2 separate regions of the Siniperca chuatsi genome follow, and region 1 is linked to region 2. The links are chromatin contacts, called in public Hi-C maps. All regions are on one chromosome and are shown on one strand. The core of a region is the stretch at or near the end of the contact, and the rest is flanking DNA. Distances in the headings are between cores, read along the strand shown. Region 1 overlaps LOC122888408 (NEDD4 family-interacting protein 1-like). Region 2 holds the start of LOC122888753 (putative fibroblast growth factor 1).

Region 1 (2,779 bases), core at 65-2,564, 110 kb before region 2:
CTATTTCTATTACTGCTGGATTTTAAACTTGCATACAAACATTAAAATCCAGCCATGCTGTTGTTCTCTGGGCTGCAAGCTCAGGTGTCTTGACTTTAGGAAAGTAATTTAAAAGATTGACAAAAGAAGCTTGATTCCCCCTCTCAAAATCATTAAGACTGACATTTTCAAATGATGTGGTTTTATCTCCAAAATGCCTAAATTAGAGAGATACATCAAGAAATTATATTCTGTCAGTGGATGATACATTGTTTTAGACTTTAACCAAGTTTAATTTGAACTCCTCACCCTCATGACCTTACTGGACCTAAATAAAAACACAATCTACCATGTTTAGTATTTAAGAGTGTGGCTTCGGTGTGTGGAGGCTTCGGAAATGTGGAGAGCCAACAGTCTTCAGCCACAGAGAGAGGACATCTAGCTGACCATGATGTTCAGTTACTGACATGAGATGTACTTAACCATGCTAAATTTAACACACATGAGACACGTGTGTGTGTGTGTGTGTGTGTGTGTGTGTGTGTGTGTGTGTGTGTGTGTGTGTGTGTGTGTGTGTGTGTGTCAAGAATCGAGATGATTTACTGCTGGTGGCTAAATTATACATGTCAGCAGTGTTTTTCCATGCAGTTGGAACAGGAAGTGAAGGTCACCCCACCTGGAAGACATGTCACACCAACTGAAACAGTCTTTGGTTTCACTGGAAACTTTTACAGTCACATAGTGACACATCATCTCGCCGGTCTCTCCACCCCATCATGGCTGGATATTGGCCTCTAGTGGTGCTCAGTTGATATGACTTTGACTCCATTCAGGTCATCTTTCACAGGGCATGGGGGGGACATGTCACTCAATTCACTAAAAGGATTATTTTACAGCATATGATTAAACTATTCCCAAGAGCATATGATGACAGGAAATTCTGAATTTGACACAAGTTTGACAACAGCATGTTGGTTGATATTTTTAACAATTGTTTCTCATCCCTTATGAACTATAGATTTTCTGTTTTTTTACTTCTGAGTTGCTGCACCACTGGTGATTTTTATTTATTTATTTATTTTTTGAAAATCAGATTTCCTGAAGTAATTTCTTCTTTTGCATTGTGCACTTTGGAAAAATAAAAACAGCTGCCGGTCAGAAATTACAGATGTTCAGTAGCTCTGGGCTGCAAATGTGAACTTTAAACGGTCTCAGCTTTAGAAAATTCATTACTTGAGTACTTTAAGATCATTTTGTGTTCATTTCTTAGATTTTACACAGCACAAATAGCCCGTAAAGGTGGGAGAGAGAAAAAGACAAATAGGGCAAAGGTCATATACCAGACCATCAGTGAACCACCACGTCACCACATGACCTTGGATAAACAAGCTTCATTTTGCCAGGTGCAGACGGGTTTAATCAATGACAGTGTTTCAGCTGTAAATTCTGGCAAAGCACACAAACAACAAAATTCCTTATCGTCCACATCTTACACAAATTCAGCCTCAATCCGCTTGAATCCTTCTCTAACGTCATTCCTCCTCTGCTCCAGCAGGGTCACCCAGTGCAGGTGTTCTTGTTATCCAGATGTCATTCATAAAATAACTCCATTGTGCCAAGAGCTGTCTGTGTCTTGTCAGCTGCCCTCGATTTACAGACGGAAGTATTTCTTGAAGTAATTGATGGGAATTATGTGTGCTAGCCAAGTGCCTGCACTGCTCGCATGTTTTAGCTATCAAAAGATAAGAGGCGGCTTTCTGATTTACAGAACCTGGGAGTGAGAACCTCTTTCCAAAGAGACAAGCTTTTCTTTTCTGGCTTCTGTTAGACTTTTTGTGCAAAGACAATTTGAATTTACAATAGCTGATAAAGGCATACGATATGTTTAGGAACCCCTCCTCCCCCTGAAAAAATAGGGAGACTAGGGGTCTTTAAACTGCTTTTTCCTATAAACTACTCAGGTTTGTTCAGAGGTTGTGATTTTTATGGTCAACAGGTAAATACTACACCAGGCTAGTTTAAAAATCTTTTTTTTAACCTTAATATGCAGAAAATATATATGCACTTTTTCGGGTCTGATATTTGTAATATGTATAATGCTATTTGTGTGATTTATCTGACTTGACTGCAGAATTTAATAAGCACTGAGTGAGTAAACTGCTGTTTGAGAATAGGCCTTCACAGCAGACATTTTGACTTGTCATAGTAGGAAAAGCACAGGTGTGTGTGATGGCTCTGTTGTATTCAAGTGTCCCAGTAAGTCATGGCAGTGTGGCAGTGTGACAGTAAGCCAGCATGCACAACACCAGGATCCTGAAACTGAAGCAGCTAAATGGAATTCAGACATCATTCATTTTATTATTTACATCTGTGTTTTTCCTACTGTGACATGTCAAAATGTTTTCTATTATAGATATCTAATATTATACTATGATAGACTAGTTTGATATTTTGGGGAATACGCGTATTTGCTTTCTTGTTGAGAGTTAATGAGAAGATGGACACCACTCGCTGGTTAGTTTAGCTTAACATAAAGACTAATCATTTTCTGTAGTCTCTGCTGGTTGCCTAGCAACTGGTCCCAGCCAAGAAATAGTCTTGCACATACTCCCTCTCAAGAGGCAAAGTTTCGTTTTTCCACAGGTTTTTTGTATGACTTAAACAAACGAGATATAACACGTTAATTAGTGAGCTTCACGCTGGTAGACGCATTTTGTTACTGTTGGACAGAGCCAGACTAGCTAGTCTTTATGCTAAGCTAAAGCTAACTGGCTGCTGGCTTCAGCTACATATTTACCAC
Region 2 (2,889 bases), core at 324-2,823:
CCGCATTCACTGCTCATGTCACCTGGACTGTGCCTGAGACACGAAAGAAAACAGGAAGGGGAGGACAGCGCCGCCTTCATGATGTGATTACGGGAAATGCTCCCTTCCCCAGCCTCCTTCAATCACTTTCTCCCTCTGTCTGTCTCTCTGTTTCTCTCTGTCAACCTTTTAAGGTACTCTTTTTCTGATGAAACCAGCCGGGGAATCAGATCTGGATGGAGGCCAGGCAGAGCCGCCACATGACCAAACTTGTTTTCCGACCGAACATCACTTAGATTCTTTCTTTGTGGTAATAATTTCCAGATGCAGTGATGTAACTTTCACCTGGAATCAGTGCAAGGCCAGACAACAAAATAAACATGTGGACGAAGGACAGAAAATTTGCTCTAATGGTTTTACTCCCTGCTGGAAATGTTGCAAGTGCCAGCAGTAGTCTAATAAGTATATGCTACAGTTTGACACATCACATTGTAATCTACAAGTGAAACACAATAGCCATTTTCCTCACATTGTTTGAGGCAAAAATGTTTTGTATTAACACCCTGAATTCAGTTGGCTTTAGCTGACTACATTTTACAGTCAAACAAATCTCCAGCAGCCAAACACTTGAAATCTTTCCACTTGTGGAACTTGAATCCATCCAGCCCTGTCAGGCTTACCCTTGGACTGTCTGCTTCCTCAAAAGCTTATCCAAAAAACAATCAAGCCCACTTTAAAGCCACAATGTCAGTGTAATCTCAATATCCTGGAGGGTAGCGATCCCAGAGCAGCAGTGGCTGTCATTAAGTCTGTCCTGTCAAATAGAAAAGGAGCAGGGAAGCAGTGAAGGACCCAGCCAAGCAGTGGTACTGTACAACTCTGGTCTTTGTTATCATTTGTAGCCAGAGGTAGAGTATAACTGCAATAGAGCCAGGCTAGCCCACATCTGGAATGTCTTGGAGAGGCATAAGAAACAGAGGGAGGAAGAGAGGAATGAGAGAGGGAGAAGGAAAGTGAAAGACAGACCAGTGCAAAGCCACAAGAGGAATGTAAGGCCTACCCACTCACAGCCGACTTTTCCTAAGAACACGACCAGGACGTTGTATTACAGGCTTTGAGAAGCCAGTTAGAGCCAGACTGGTCCACAGGGACCTTTGGACAGAGCTTCTGGTGGGAATGACATTAAAAGTCCAACCATTGACCAAGTCAACGTTCGGAATGCGTGGGAGGAGAGATTGAACCAGTGTGTATGTTTGGATCGGGGGAAGATAGTTGAAGGGGATTGTGTTTGGGCTAAAGTAGAGTAAGATAGTACAGTAAGATCAGTATCACCTTGCTTTCCTGTCATCAAAGATCTGTTATTAATGAATCAGCAGAGGTGATTACTAGCAAGAAAAAAGTTCCCACACAAACAACAAAGCTCCTCTGATCTAGTGAGTCAGTCACCTACCTGTGAGAAAGTCATGTGACAGTGCCCCAGATGTGCCAGCATGTCCTTCTCTTTTCCTCTTTTTACTGAGGTTTGGGTGAAACCGGCTCCTTGTGCCTTTTGTGCCAAACTTTCTTCCTCTTTTCTCTACCAGAGAAGTGGCTGGACTATAGTGTGTATGCCTGTATTTGTACCCCCCCACCACCCTTCTAACAACGTCAGAGGACTCATTTTAACAGGCCAACGTCAGGACTAAAATTACTGCTCTAGACTAGAGAGAGACTGAGACAGTGTGACGCAAGTGTCCAGGCCGTGGGATCCAGCCAGAGCCTGGAAATGAGCAGGGCTGCCTGTCTGACTGAGCGCTGATACATTCTTATAGCACTGTCCTCCTGGAGACACTGGCGAGCAACACAATATAAACATTTATAAAAGACACAAAGCAGATGACTTCAGTTCCCAGAATTAATCTTACATAATGCCAGTACCTTAGCCCAGTGGCGACAGTGCAAAGGATAGTTGCTTTGCATTCCTGCAAAGTTAAAATATCTACTCGTCAAAAATAAAAACACATTTGACAATAAATAATCGCACATACAGTAAATGTCCTCAATACATACATGCAGGTACAGACATAAGAGGCATGAGGTCAGGGGACGATGATGTTTGATTTCAGATACAATACTTCATAAATGAAAGGCAGAATTTGTTTTCTGTTTTTAAAAAATGTAATTGATCATCAGTGCCACTCCGCCTCTCAGATTCCAGTTTTGTAATTAGGACCCCAACAGGAGTGAGCAAACGGCAATGCTGATATACTTTCTGGATAGTTTCTGTCTGCAAACAAACTGTGCTTCAGACTGTCACTGACATCCAAGCAGCTCCTGACAAGAAAAAGCCAAAAAGATATAACAGTATGAATGTAAGAAGAAATTGAATACAAACCTATTATTGTGATCAGAGAATAACTTTAACTCACTGGAGGATAAATGATGGTAGTGGTTTATAAATCATAATTTTGCAGGACACATTAAAAGCATTTGAATGCACTCAGTTTAAAAATATATATTTCGATACGTACTGTGGGGTGTTGACATTTCTCAAAATGATGAAAAAATGGCTTCTAAGAATGCAGCAATCTCAGTATCTATTTTTGCACACTTTCACTGTTGCTGTCTCGCACTTGCATGACAATAAACAGCAGCAGTGCGCAGGCTGAGTGAATTATTTACAGTGGTTGCCTCGCCTCTGTCTCATTCTAATGGAAACTCTTCTCTCTATAATTCATCCTCTACAGTACATCTGCATTTTAAAAACACACTTAAAATCATGAGACATAAGACAAAAAAGAGTGACTACACTGCCAAAAAGTGGAGAGCCTGACCTACTTTTCTTTCACCTGTTCATCGCTGAGCTTGTTTGCTGGAAATAGATGCTTTACCTCTATGTACCAGGAGATGGCAGAATAGGTCCACTATCGC

Evidence for each region. A called contact is a pair of places that touch in the nucleus more often than the background predicts.
Region 1: a Hi-C map of liver shows a contact between it and region 2, with 4 times the contacts expected there. The contact joins the enhancer-like site here to the promoter of LOC122888753 in region 2. A contact is called at or near these places in 3 of 3 Hi-C or Micro-C datasets (liver, skeletal muscle and an unstated tissue).

Annotation. Positions count from the first base shown.
Region 1 is chrLG14:18,429,521-18,432,299 of ASM2008510v1, reverse strand. LOC122888408 (NEDD4 family-interacting protein 1-like) reads left to right here. Exons shown (of 7, transcript XM_044222828.1): 7 at 1-332. Among protein-coding and RNA genes, the nearest start is that of LOC122888408, 10 kb to the left of the region's middle. Within about 2 kb of position 1,314, the one cell type or tissue checked has an H3K27ac peak away from gene starts, as active enhancers do. A contact at or near this core is called in liver, where this site is marked.
Region 2 is chrLG14:18,316,886-18,319,774 of ASM2008510v1, reverse strand. It overlaps LOC122888753 (putative fibroblast growth factor 1), which reads right to left and starts at 1,573. Exons shown (of 4, transcript XM_044223568.1): 1 at 1,430-1,573. The coding sequence starts at 1,471.